2 separate regions of the Oncorhynchus mykiss genome follow, and region 2 is linked to region 1. Evidence: chromatin contacts called from public Hi-C data. All regions are on one chromosome and are shown on one strand. Each heading gives the region's core, a stretch centred on a gene start, on an enhancer-like site or on the middle of the called end of the contact. The rest is flanking DNA. Distances are from core to core; before and after follow the strand shown.

Region 1 (6,996 bases), core at 2,434-4,933:
CAGCGATGGAGATTTCTGACTCAGCCAGTGAATGTGAGGAGCCTCCCAGGTCTAGCCCAATGGAGACAGAGGAGAGGTCCTTCATAGCCAATTTGCACTGTTTCATGAAGGACAGAGGCACACCCATAGAGAGGATACCACACCTGGGCTTTAAGCAGAGTGAGTCCATGTTCAAAGGATTTAGCCGTAGCTTTATTACTCAATCTCTATTACATAGATACGTTTTCCCTGCTCCCCAGATCACCTCCATCTTTGGGGTAGTTTGTAAATGCATGTGTTTTAAGACAATTCATAGGGAATGATACAATATAATAGTAATTATAGAACTGTGCAATGTCCCCTAATGTTCACATGCATATGGTTTCTGCTCACAGTTAACCTGTGGAAAATCTACAAAACTGTTGAGAAGCTTGGCAGTTACGACTCTGTGAGTACACCCATATCGTACAGTTACAACTCTGTGAGTACACCCATATCGTACAGTTGTATATTTTTTACACTTGACCTGGTTGTTGATCACACAGACATGGCAGTGGCAGCTACTCACATTTTTTATGTTGCGAAAGACACCATGCAGCTTAGGTTCTTGTGTGGAACATTATCTTTAGTTGACAGGATGTAAACATGACCATACCCACCACATTAAGAGCAGAGTCCACACTGTCTGCTGAATGAAGTTTCCACTCTGTGGCATGTGTACATGCTCAATGCGCTGAGAGAGGAAGGGTTTCTATGAAATGCCAATTCAGTTCACAGGAGCTTAGCTTATAGTAAGACGTTGTTCTCTATTTTAGTAATGGGCCAATCATCTCCCTCCATATAAGCTATTCTTTTTTTTGTGGTACTTATTTCCCCATTTTCTCCCCAATTATGTGATATCCAATTGGTAGTTAGTCTTGTCCCATCGCTGCAACTCCCGTACGGACTCAGGAGAGGCGACGGTCAAGAGCCGTGCGTCCTCAGAAACACAACCCTTCCAAGTCGCATTGCTTCTTGATACACTGCTCGCTTAACCCGGAAGCCAGCCGCACCAATGTGTCGGAGGAAACACCGTATAACTGACAACTGAAGTCAGCATGCATGCGCCCGGCCCGCCACAAGGAGTCGCTAGAGCACGATGGGACAAGTACATCCCTGCCGACCCGGGTTGTGGTGACGCCTCTAGCAATGCAGTGCCTTAGACCGCTGCGCCACTCGGGAGGCCCCCTCCATATATTCTTAATATAAAAAGACAGATTAGACAGTCGTATACTTTACCTCAAATTAATGCATAATGGTTCTGGATGAGGGATTTAGAGGGGTGTGTTTGCTCACTATGGTGTGTTTTCCAACAGGTGACAGCACGACGGCTGTGGAAGAATGTGTATGATGAGCTGGGGGGCAGCCCAGGCAGCACCAGCGCTGCTACCTGTACCCGCAGACACTATGAGAGGTGAACACTGCTCCAGATAATCTGTCTTCAACTCACTCCATCTCTGCTTGTTTTCATTGTGTAATTTCTTTTGTCTTCAATGCAGGCTTGTTTTACCCTTTGAGAGACAGTTGAGGGGAGAGGAGGACAAACCTCTGCCTCCAAGCAAACCACGCAAACAGTACAAGAGGAGCCCTGAGGGAAGCAAGTCTGAGGGCAAGAGGAAGAGGCCCCATCTGGAAAAGGAGACGGACTCTGAGGTACTTCACTTTTCACCTGTTTGTGACTATTGTCATAAAACTCACTGGCTGTTTTCTATTAATCCAGCCTATGATTGTCATACAGTTACTGTACCCCAAACTGTACGACTGGAAGTGAACTCTCCATGTTGTATTATTTCAGGGCCAGCTACACTCTACTCCATCGTCTCCATGGACCACTCCATCTGAAAGGCTCCACCCAGACCGTCCTCCACCAAACAATGAGACTACCGTCAGTGACGACCTCTCTTCCTCTGCGTACTCCCTATCCCAGCCAGGTCAGGTCCAGTCTTCTGCTTCAGACATCATCTCCCCTCTGGAGAAGAAGAAGCGTATGGCCCAGGCCAGCCTGAGTCAGTCCCAGGACTGTCAGAGCCCCAAACAGGAGGACCGTAAGGGCAGGCCCTCTGTGATCCACTGCTCCCAGTCCCCAGGGCTGGTCCGTTCTAGCCGGACACGCACTACCTCGGAGGGCTCTCCTCTCCCTCCGTCGTCCTCCTCTTCCCGTAGCCCATCCCCCTACTCCATCTCCTCTGAGGACTGTCCAGCACTAACTGAAGAGAGGCCCCCAGTTCCAAAACCAGAAGTACCTCTTCCTTTTTCCAGCAACCCAATATCTGCCTGCAGTGGGGTCCACAAGCCTCAGAGCTGCAGCCCTGATGTCAAGAAATATGTTGGCTTCCCTGGAGGACAAAGAGATTTCCCTCAGGTCAGCCCTCTACTGGGTGACACAGTTTCTATCAAAGGTCAGAGTAAAAACTCTGTATGGAGCCCTGTCTGCAATGGGAGTAACAGACGTCCAGCTCACCAAATATCCCCACCAACGTCCTGCACGTATACTGTTAGGTCTTGCTTGGTTCCATCCACCTCCAGTTTCACTAAAGTTTATCCCAAATCTATAGAGCCTTTGCGGCCTATACCCTTTCGACCAGGTTACACATTCCATCAGAACCCAAATAGGCCCATGTTACATGATAATGATCTGATCTATACTAAGAAACTACATATGGTCCCTCGACATTATCAGACAGAGAAAAAGGAGAAGTCCACGACAATGTTGCCAAAGCCACTTCCAACGCAACAACCTGTATTCCACTCTAATGTCAGCATACCAGTGTCCTACCTCGTCCCAGCCTATGACAGGACAAGGGGAGACTCTGGACAGAAGCCACCTGTACACCCATTATTTCTATCCACCAACAGACTGCCTCAGTCCCAGATCAACCCTATGTACCGTCATGCCGCAACGGGACACACCAATGCTTCCCCTTATGAGCCTGCTCTCTACTCCTATCCCTATTCCATTCCTATGTTGAATCCCCATACTGGTTACAGCATCACTGGCGTGCATTATCCTCAAACTAGGCTGTGATAGCCCAGCCTACCTCTCGCAGAGCTTATAGACAATGTGACAAGTCAAATGGAGATAATGACAGTACCTGCTTCGTTCTAGACATTTTCTAAACTTGACTCGAACACAGCTGCATTCTATGTGAGTGATCAACAGAGAAACGTTGTTGTGATTATTATCCCGAGATGGGCTCCCCACTGTGGCAACTGATAGAATTGCACTAATAAAAAGGACTCATCTTTCTGTATTTGTAACAATAGCCCTCTGGTTTACTGCTATGTACGTTTTTTTATTGTATGATAAAATTATTTTGCATGGAAATAATATGAAACAACACAGATGTAATTGTTTATTCTGAATAAAATCTAAAATAATTCCTGTCTGATCCAAGTCTGCATTCTTTGGTAAGTAAATAACCATGGTCATTTGTAATTTTCGACATTTATTTTAATTAGTTGAGGGGACGTGCAGCACTTAATCCATGGAAAGTAGACCACTGTATTTCATTAATGCCAATAAACGCATGCTTTTTTGCAAATAATAATAATAAAACATTATTTTGTAAACCAAACACTAGGGCAGAGATTACGGATGGATTTGTTTACCGTCTCTGACTGCGCATTTTTTGCGCATGTTTGAACCTCTACAGACGTCATCACGCACTGCTTTCGGTTGGCGCGAACTTTAACCGGAAGTGTGCGACTCTTGTTTCTGAGGAGGTTAATGAGCTGTCGACGTCATTTACAGTGTTGTCTAGATATAATGTAAAAAAGTAACATTCTGCGTAGCTAGTTTAATAGAGTACCACATTTTGTGTAGGCTAAGCAAGTATAGGATGTCGGATACGTTGTCTGATGATGCCAGCGGAGGAGATGATGGCCAAGAAGATGTGATGACTCCAGCGGAGCTGATTGGGAAATTGGAAGAGGTAACGTTAGCTAGCTAGCTAATTAGCCATGTTCACTAAAATACTGTAGCCAGACCGATACGTTTTGCAATGCACGGATCCTGTCAAAACAAAAAAACGTATTTAGCACTGCTGCTGCTCCTATGTAAAGTGGACTTTGTGTATTCCTCTGTCCCCCAGGCCTGGCTGAATGAGAGGTTCTCTCCTGAGCTTCTGGAGAACAAGTCAGAGATGGGAGAGTGTGTGATGGAGCAGCTGACTCACATGGTAAATGGTGGTGGGGTTCCTCAAATAACTGAGGGGTGCAGCAGCTGTCTCGGTGAGCAGTGAGATACCAGTAATAACAGGACTTCTATGTTGTGTTGTCTCCATTGACAGGAGGCCAACCTGCAGCGGGTTAGGAGGGGTGATGTGAAGGCAAGTGTCCACCGCATGGAGATTGACAGGATCCGCTTTGTCCTCAGCAGCTACCTCCGCTCTCGCCTCCAAAAGGTAATGCCAACAACAACCCAGCATGATATGATCATCTTCTAGTGAGAAGGACTATAAATCAGTGCTCAGACTGACACCTTTCTCTCTGGTCCTCTGTTGCCTGTGTAGATTGAGAAGTTTTTCCCACATGTGTTGGAGAAAGAGAAGTCTCGAGTGGAGGGAGATCCTTCGTTCCTGTCTCCAGAGGAGTTTGCTTTTGCCAAAGAGTGAGTGTTATAGTGACGTGTTGTGGCTTGCAGTTACAATGACCATCCCTGGAGGAAGGTCATTGAGTTGCTTTTGATGTCATATTTACTTCTATTATTATAATAATAATATGTTTGCAACATTAGTGATGTGTTCCCTCTCTTCCATGTAGATATCTGGCCAACACAGAGACCTATCTGAAGGCTGTAGCTCTGAAACACATGCCCCCCAATCTACAGACAGTGGATATGCTGAAAGCAGGTGAGTCCTAGCACGATGTTTAGATGAGCTATTCCAATATTCAAATGACTGCTTGTAAAAAAACTCATCAGTGGCATAATGTTCATGGATGGAAGCATTGCATTCTCTTGTCATGTGATTAACTGCAATGTCAAATGAAATGTTCCCAGTACCAGAGCCTTGTCTGGACTCCTTTGTGTTCCTACGTGTGAGGGAGAGACAGGAAAACATCTTGGTGGAACCTGAGACAGATGATCAGAGGTACAGTATCGCATATGATCATTGGACTGATTGATTGGTGCTACAGCTTGGAATAGGCTTTCTACCTATCTCACTTTGATGATAATGTGTCAAGAATAGAAGTTTTGATTCCTGTTGTGAAGAGGAGCACATTGGAAGTTATTTTGCAGTATTCTGTAGATCCAGAAGGTGGCAGCATGTGTCTGTATATAACATGTTTTTTTTTTTACTGTTACTATCCTCAAGAATATTGTACAAGCTTACTCCACGGACAGTGTATTCTTATTGATTGAAATGCCCGGCCGTTTACTAAGAACTCCATTGAATTTTCTGGTCCAATATTTTCTTTCAGAGAGTATGTTGTGGATCTTGATGTGGATTCTCAGCATCTGATGCGGTATCGCTCTATAGCACCCCTGGTTTCAAGTGGAGCAGTACAGCTAATTTAACTGTCAAGGTACTCAATTTATAGGCCACACTGATTTCCCTCATGTCTTTATCCATGACACACACACTAATCCATACTATGTTTTTGAATATGTTGAAGTGTGCATGATTCAAATCCAAATCTTTCATACGACTGTTTTGTACTGTCATAATTTTTATTTTTTTGCCATCAACATGGTCTCTTGGGAACTAACTAAGCTGGAAATTCTCAGAACGTTTGCTTGAACAGCATAATACCTGTTAAACAATGAGGCAATTTGCCAGTGAACTGCAAGAAAATCGTCACTTAGGCCGTATATTAACACGTTTGCACAGATCGGTCTCTGTAATAATATACCTACTCTATTTGGGCTATGTTTTAGGAGCCTCCTGTCCTTGGTTCAGATGGGGTTATTAGTCTCCAACTGTGATGGTGGATGACCGGAGGAACACTGACTCCCTTCATTGAACATTAACTACACTGTTTGCAGTACATTGAGGAAGGAGTTATGGACATTATTTGTGGACCTCCAACTCGCCAAGGGCGGGGCATTAACTAGAATGTCTGCAAATATATTACTGACTTGTTGAAATGTTGTGTACCTGAGGACATATCTCTCACATGAAGCCTGCTTATAATTGTAATGATGATCATTGGATCACTAAGGCTACAAGTGAGAGATACCTTTGGTGTGAGGAGGACACAGGAATACATGAATGGCACTTCATAGTGTCTACATGTATGTAATAAGGTTGAGGGATACATGCATGTCATTGCCAAGCATACATTTGTATTTTGCATGCTGTTGCTGCCTTGACCATATATGATTTAAATTCTGGGTTTGTAAACCATATCAATTGTTGATAGCAAAGGAAATAAATGTGTAGATTTATGTTTAAAGACTGGAATTAAAAGCTTCTTAGGGCTGTGATCCCGCTAACGGGATCGATATGACAACAGCCAGTGAAAGTGCAGGGCGCCAAATTCAAAACCACAGAAATCCCATAATTAAAATTCCTCAATCATAGAAGTATTTCACACCATTTTAAAGATACACTTCTTTTTAATCCCACCACAGTGTCTAATTTCAAATAGGCTTTACGGCGAAAGCACCACAAACGATTATGTTAGGTCAGAGCCAAGTCACAGAAAAACACAGCCATTTTTTTCAGCCAAAGAGAGGAGTCACGAAAATCAGAAATAGAGAAAATTCATCACTAACCTTTGATCTCCATCAGATGACACTCATAGGACTTCATGTTACACAATACATATGTTTTGTTCGATAAAGTTCATATTTATTTAAAAAGATCTCAGTATACATTGGCGTGTTGTGTTCAGTAGTTCCATTTTGCAGAGCCACATCAATTTACAGGAATACTCATAATAAATGTTGATGAAAATACAAGTGTTATGCATGGACTTTAGATACACTTCTCCTTAATGCAACCGCTGTGTCAGATTTCAAAAAAGCTTTATGAA
Region 2 (6,996 bases), core at 2,376-4,875, 130 kb before region 1:
TTGTCCATTCATAAATTCAGAGTGTTTCGCTTTAACACACTGGACGCTCTGGCCGAGGAGTAGGGTTGATCGAGGGTTTTAACCTCACAACAGCAGTCAAGCACACAAGCTAACTGGTTAGTTGGCTACCTTGCTTGCTACCTACCTAGTTCCAGACAAATGAGAGAACACCTCACTCTGGCCATTTTACTACCCATAGTAGAGGTGGTTCATGCTATCTACAGCGTTGGTGACTAACTGTGCTGCTAACAACAATATAATTACTTTTTTTTGCCAGTGTTTACTCATACCAACCATATTCAACGGGTGTTGTAAATTCATCAGTTATTCTACGCTCTGGCACACTCAAGTAGGCTGGACACATGAAATGTTTAACAATGCTTTTTTCTAATAAAAAGTAGTTCATTACATCCGCGGTGGAGCCCAGTTTCATAATATTACCATATCCCAGCTGCCTGCCGTAGTTTTGAAGTAATCACGAAAAAAAAACAGGCATTATTTTAGGGCCTTTTTGACCCTGCCAGCTCCTATTAGTTCTATTGAGCACTGTGGCACCAACTCGCCTTCCGAACATTCTAATCCAATTTCGTTGTACTATGTAACAATGGCAGCATTGCTATAGTTGGCAATGGAGACCTGCTCACGTTGTTTATATTTAAAATGTAAACAAAAATTACTCATGTTACTCTGAGGTCGTCCCATTGTTTACTATAGGGAAATATAGGTATGTCTGTCTATTTTCCAAATATCTCGCAATATGTATATTTAGATTTGAATTAACTGTACACCATTTTAATCATGAGAATCTCCTCTCTAATTATGTAAGGCTGGGCAGTGTATCTCGTTGTCATCAAACGCTAGTCCAGAAATAGTCAGAAGTTACAATTTTTTCCCTACTTCCTCGTTATGCAGACAAGCACACTTGGCACCATTGAGGTGCGGATGTTTACTTTCTACACAAGTTGTTATTTTTTCAGTTTCATCCTAAGAACAGATTGTAGTGGTAAAATAAAAAGGGATACATTGTTTTGGTGCCATTTAGACTAAATGGAATTCTAAGCTTCACTCCAGTCAAAACAGGCTCTGCGAACGTTCGATTCCGTTTTTCAGCTTTGGGTGAATTTTGACTCGTTCTATTGTCCAGCCTAACTCAAGCTTCATGTCCAACAGATGCATTCAACTTTTTGCGTTCCTGCGGAAGTCAAGCCTCGATCACCCCAACAGTGTTTTTGCATTTTGGTACACCAGAGGTACATTCATTTTCAATGGAACATTACGTTTGCCTTGCAGAAGCAGTTGCAGTTGTCCCGTGTTGGATTTATCAAACATATGCATCAAACGGCTTGACAGAAATGGTAGAAGGTAAATGTTGAACTTTTGTTGCACACATATCCAGATGATGCTGTGTACCATTTTGCGTAATGATCCTGTCGGTGTGATCAAGGCGTCATTCATTGTCAATAGAGCAGTCTGCAACGCTACATTTGGGATGCCGCACTAGGGTGCGGTGTATTCCATGTACCGCGTGCAATCAATATTTTCAACTTGTGCACTGCATGACTTTGCGGTGGTACAAACGCAAGATCATAAAAGTTCCCATGGCGGGGGTGACACCATACAGTTCCAAATGATGATGACTATTGTGTAGTTAGAGAAGAGACCGGCTGAACGACTAGAAAGTTGTCTCAGGTAAGAATGACACAGACAATTCATCATTACTACACTTGGGTAGTGCGCCCTGTTGGCTAGTTTTCAGGAAACCAGCAAACAGAATGGTGTGCGAAATTAATTACGCACAGAACTGTGCTGTGCACAATTTAGCCTGCCATCATGCAGGACAAGCTAGTGATTTGAAATCAGTACTCTATATCTGAACAACCAGTTCAATGTATTGATGTCTCTAGTGATGAGTGACAGGAGAATAGAAACAAACTAGATTAATTGTTGCAATGCACCCTTCTGTTTACCAGCCTGTTGGTAGCTCTGCCAGCCTAATAAAAAACTAGGTGAATAGGATAATAACTTTAATCTGTTCAAATTATTAGCTTTGGTCGAACAGGGCGAAAATTATTTTATCCCATGCTTCAAAACGCTCTGAAGCCTTGTGAAGCACATGTGCAGCAAATACAGACATCTGGCAAAAACATACAGCAAAACGCATGTGCCTCTGGTGGGCATACGGCATCAGACGAGAGTGCTCTGAAATCGGAGTAGATAGCCAGAGTCAATTTAAGAACGCACCCTAAACTAACCCAGTCTGTTTGGCCCCAATCGGTGTTTTGTCAAAAGGCACTAAAAAGTAGTTAGTTTTGCTATAACCCATTCATAGACGCTATGTAAATTGGCCCACGTCATTGGGGTAGCTAGCTAACGTTAGCTAACGTAAACTCACCCCATTCTGTACAAATGTGCGCAACCGCAACATTCAAACGAGGCTACAAAGAAAACTAATGGGACTGTGTTGACTTCAAAATCGGGGGTGTGAACTAGGTTTCTATTCAAGCGTTGAGCGACATGGTAATGGCTCTGTAGTATTGGAGAAAAGTTGAAAAAAACTGACCCTCCGTTACATCTTGACGTGTCGTAACGTACAGCACGCATAAAGCAACTATTTCTGTTTTACAATCTCTCTCCACCAGGTGTAGCACTTCTCTCATCCTTTAAAAACAATGGACGGGGTAAGGGAGGGATACCTAGTCATTTTTTGCAATCATCATTCTCAAAGCCGCTGTTTACTTCTAAGATCACTTTAGCACCGCCCTAAAAACCTGATTAAAATTCGACACAAACCTTCAAATAGGTATGTAATGACACATTATATAAACTCTTTAGTGTTTTATTTACATTTTAGAGGCGATAAGGTGATAAATTGGACAGCTCAAGTGAAAAAAAGCCATTTTCCCACACATATCCTCTTTTCACTATCACGCATTAGTTTCGCTTCCCCACCTGACATTTTTAAAAAGACCCAATGGGGCTCATTGCTGTCTTGAATCATGCAGAAACGGGCAGCGTTTAGGTCATGTAATTGGTTCTATTGGAAAGGGGAGAAATTGTGCTTTACAATGGTATTAACAATACAGTTGATCTGAAAGTATTACGTTTTGGGGGCGCTAAAATAAGGGCAATTGTTCAGATCAAGGCGATGTACGAGTTTACTATAGCTGTCTCATGTTCAAATATCCCTCAGATCAAATCGATTATCTAACGTATAGCCAGTCTCGGTACACAACACGCATAAAAACAAAGATTGACTGTTCAAAGTTATTGTAACGTTACTTGAGGTAAAGCATTTGTTTAAGTAGCGTTATATAGTAGGTATGGCATGCACCTGGTCTAGGCAAATTAAGATTAGCAGATTGAACGCTAAATTAGCTAGCTATTTAAAAAAAATATTTTACAAAAACTCTCACCTCTGACACCACCAGACAAATAAACCAGCACGATAAACAACATAGATATTGTTTTCATTGTAGCTTTGAGGCAAAACAAACCTAGTCAGATATAAGAATTTACTACGGAAAGAGTTCCCAATAATGCTTGGCTCAAAGGTGATGACTCAAATCCTGATATAAACACTTCCTTCTTCCTCCTACTGTTCAAATCTGCCAAAACCAAGAGTGTAATCATTAGTCCAAACAGTTCCGTTTTGCGAGTAAAACGACAGTTTCTATTGGACAAATTCAGCTAGATCCCGCCCCGTTTCTTTCCGTTTGCTTCCGTCTAAGAAACGTTTTGCAACAGAATAGGCGTAATGAATATACCTCTGATATCACGTCACAGATTGAATCATTGTCAAATAAATGATAAACTCACGATTTCCAATATCCGATTTTTGTACATTAAAAGTTGGCTATGCAACTGAATGTGATGTGCGTTCACACAACTCCAAGCGCTCCAAAATGTAGATTTTTTTTGTCTGCCAATTGCAATATTTAAAGGAATCCAGCAGAGATCAGTACAGGCCTACTGATGATGTGATAAACCTTGAAGTTGATCACCAGTATCATAGAATATCACATTAAACCATGTTTTCCAATATGTCTTAGAAGTGTATATTAGAAGAATATTTATACCGGTCTGTTTAGACGCCTATATATATACAGATTCATATTACATTTGTGAAACATTTCCTATAAGCATAGGCCTGCTAGCTACTAGAGCCTGTCACAACCTGTATAGGAGAAAGGCCAGTTTGCAGCTAAGGTCTAATGGGAGATGTTTACAGACCAAAATGCTACCTGGTCTCAGAGCATTTCGTATTATTCTATATGTAAATCCGAGACACTCCATTTAGTATAAAATGTTACATAAGACAGATGGTTACTTGGTCAGCGTGGATGGATGGGTGGGTGTATAACGCAAATGTATAGTAACCCAAAGGTTGTGAGTTCAAATTTCATCACAAACAACTTTCTAGCTACTTTGCAAGTTAGCTAACCCTAACCTTAACCCTTTTAGCTAACCCTTCACTTTTATTTTTTTAATGTAACCTTTATTTAACTAGGCAAGTCAGTTAAGAACAAATTCTTATTTTCACTGACGGCCTAGGAACAGTGGGTTAACTGCCTTGTTCAGGGGTAGAACAACAAATGTCTTACCTTGTCAGCTCGGGGATTTGAACTTGCAACCTTTCGGTTACTCTAACCACTAGGCTACCCTGCCGCCCCACATTGATTCTGTACCGGCACCCCCTGTATATAGCCCCGCTATTGTTATTTACTGCTGCTCTTTAATGTTTTGTTATTCTTATCTCTTACTTTTTTTGTTGTTGTATTTTTTTAAACTGCATTGTTGGTTTAAGGGCTTGTAAGTAAGCATTTCACTGTAATTTCACCTGTTGTATTCGGCGCATGTGACAAATAAAATGTTATATATGAGCCATAATAGCAGTCAGAATGAGTAAGTAATCCACATTCTACATGGGCTGTCTAGGAGGGGTAGGGCTGCAAAAAAATAAATGTAGTGCTGCTTATCTCAAATTTCAATTATGTTATTGTCTGCAGACAGAACGGAAAGAGTCTACCAGATTATCAACTAAAGTAATACATGCATACAGGGTTCAAATATAGGGTCAAATATGTCATTATTTCTGTACTTATACAATCACGCCTGCTTTTTCCTTTGCTATCCTCATCTTGGTGCCCATATCGATAGATATCAGGATGTTGGAAGTGTCTGGAAGGTTCCAGTGTGTTTGCTTCTACCCTGCTTTCTCAACGTGATATTAATTGATTGTTTCCCCCCCAGTTTGACAAGACTCAGCTGGCACCTCTATGAAGACAGGTATCACTTGCTGTGAGCTTAAGAACCCCATTCTTAATGTATTATTCATACCCATTTGACCTTAAAGAAGGGAATGCAAATGTAACTCAAGAATGAGATAGATGATCCAACTTTCTAAATGTCAAACACCATAATGAAGACACATTCATGACAAGAATCCACAGGTCTCTCGTTTCCAGCTGAGATGTAAAATACCTCTCATTAACATTTGGATGATTATCACTCCCACAATCTCAGGTTGTGTGCTCAAACAAGTTGCCTTTTATTGATGATTCCGTAAGGAAGATTATCTCAAGGCTTTTGCACATATTGAATGTTTACTTTTAATGTTTACTTTGCTGCGCCTAGGAGGATCTAGAGCTTTTTATCGCACAAATTGACAAACAGCTCCATGGTAGTAGTCAGACCCCACTGAATCTCTCTGTATTTGCATATGAATGTGTTCACAGTAAGATCGGCATGGATCCCAATGTAATTTAATATGACACCATAAAATAATAATTATATTTGTCCTATTTCACGCAACTAGCAACATTTCGTTCACTGGCCCAACACTCCAACCGCTATGCTCTGCTGACAAAATACATAAGAAACCTTTACTTAATAAAAACAATGGATTTCTTAAACCAATCCACCTTGAAGGATCAAAAAACGCTCCTTATGGGATTTGAACCAACAACATTGAAACCTGGTCTCAGCACATTTCGTATTATTCTGTACGTAAATCCGGGACACTCCATTTTGAATGATATTTACATTTCGTATGGTATGTATTAAATTGTATGATATGTTACGAACTACAATTTGTGTTATATATTATGAATTTGCAAAACTTGATATACACTGAACAAAAATATAAAACGCAACATGTGAAATGTTGGTCCCATGTTTCATGAGCTGAAATAAAAGATCCCAGAAATGTTTAATACACACAAAAAGCTTCTCTCAAATTGTGTGCACACATTTGTTTACATCCCTGTTAGTGAGCATTTCTCCTTTGCCAAGATAATCCATCCACTTGACAGGTGTGGCATATCAAGAAGCTGATTAAACAGTGTGATAATTACACAGGTGCACCTTGTGCTGGGGACAATAAAAGGCTACTCTAAAATGTTCAGTTTTGTCATACAATACAATGCCACAGATGTCTCAAGTTTTCAGGAAATGTGCAATTGGCATGCTGACTTAAGAAATGCCCATCAGAGCTGTTGTCAGATGATTGAATATTCATTTTTCTACCATAAGCCGCCTCCAACATAATTTTATGGATTTTGGCAGTACGTCCAATCGGCCTCACAACTGCAGACCACGTGTATGGCATTGTGTGGGCAAACGGTTTGCTGATGTCAATGTTGTGAACAGGGTGCCCCATGGTGGTGGTGGGGTTATGGTATGGGCAGGCAGGCATAAGCAACGGACATCGAACCCAATTGCATTTTATCAATGGCAATTTGAATGCACAGAGATACCGTGATGAGATCCTGAGGCCCATTGTTGTGCCATTCATCCGCTGCCATCACCTCATGTTTCAGCATGATAATCCAAGGCCCCATGTCACAAGGATCTGTACACAATTCCTCTAAAATGAAAATGTACCAGTTCTTCCATGGCCTGCATATTCACCAAATATGTCAACCATTACGCACGTTTGGGATGTTCAGGATAAACGTGTACAACAACGTGTTCCAGTTCCCACCAAAATCCAGCAAC

The links. Hi-C and Micro-C count contacts between places; a contact is called where the count stands out from the background.
Region 2: a Hi-C map of liver shows a contact between it and region 1, with 5 times the contacts expected there. The contact joins the promoter of tgoln2 here to the promoter of LOC110525671 in region 1. A contact is called at or near these places in 2 of 3 Hi-C or Micro-C datasets (blood and liver).

What each region holds. Positions count from the first base shown.
Region 1 is chr6:28,411,160-28,418,155 of USDA_OmykA_1.1, reverse strand. It overlaps LOC110525671 (DNA replication complex GINS protein SLD5), which reads left to right and starts at 3,683. Exons shown (of 8, transcript XM_021606009.2): 1 at 3,683-3,950; 2 at 4,110-4,196; 3 at 4,308-4,421; 4 at 4,530-4,627; 5 at 4,780-4,868; 6 at 5,018-5,108; 7 at 5,440-5,544. The coding sequence starts at 3,858. The coding sequence ends at 5,536. arid5a (AT-rich interactive domain-containing protein 5A) reads left to right here. Exons shown (of 7, transcript XM_021606011.2): 3 at 1-159; 4 at 375-427; 5 at 1,335-1,432; 6 at 1,518-1,671; 7 at 1,814-3,419. The coding sequence ends at 3,043.
Region 2 is chr6:28,539,650-28,546,645 of USDA_OmykA_1.1, reverse strand. tgoln2 (trans-Golgi network integral membrane protein 2) reads right to left here and starts at 3,625. Exons shown (of 5, transcript XM_036979785.1): 1 at 3,414-3,625. The coding sequence starts at 3,471.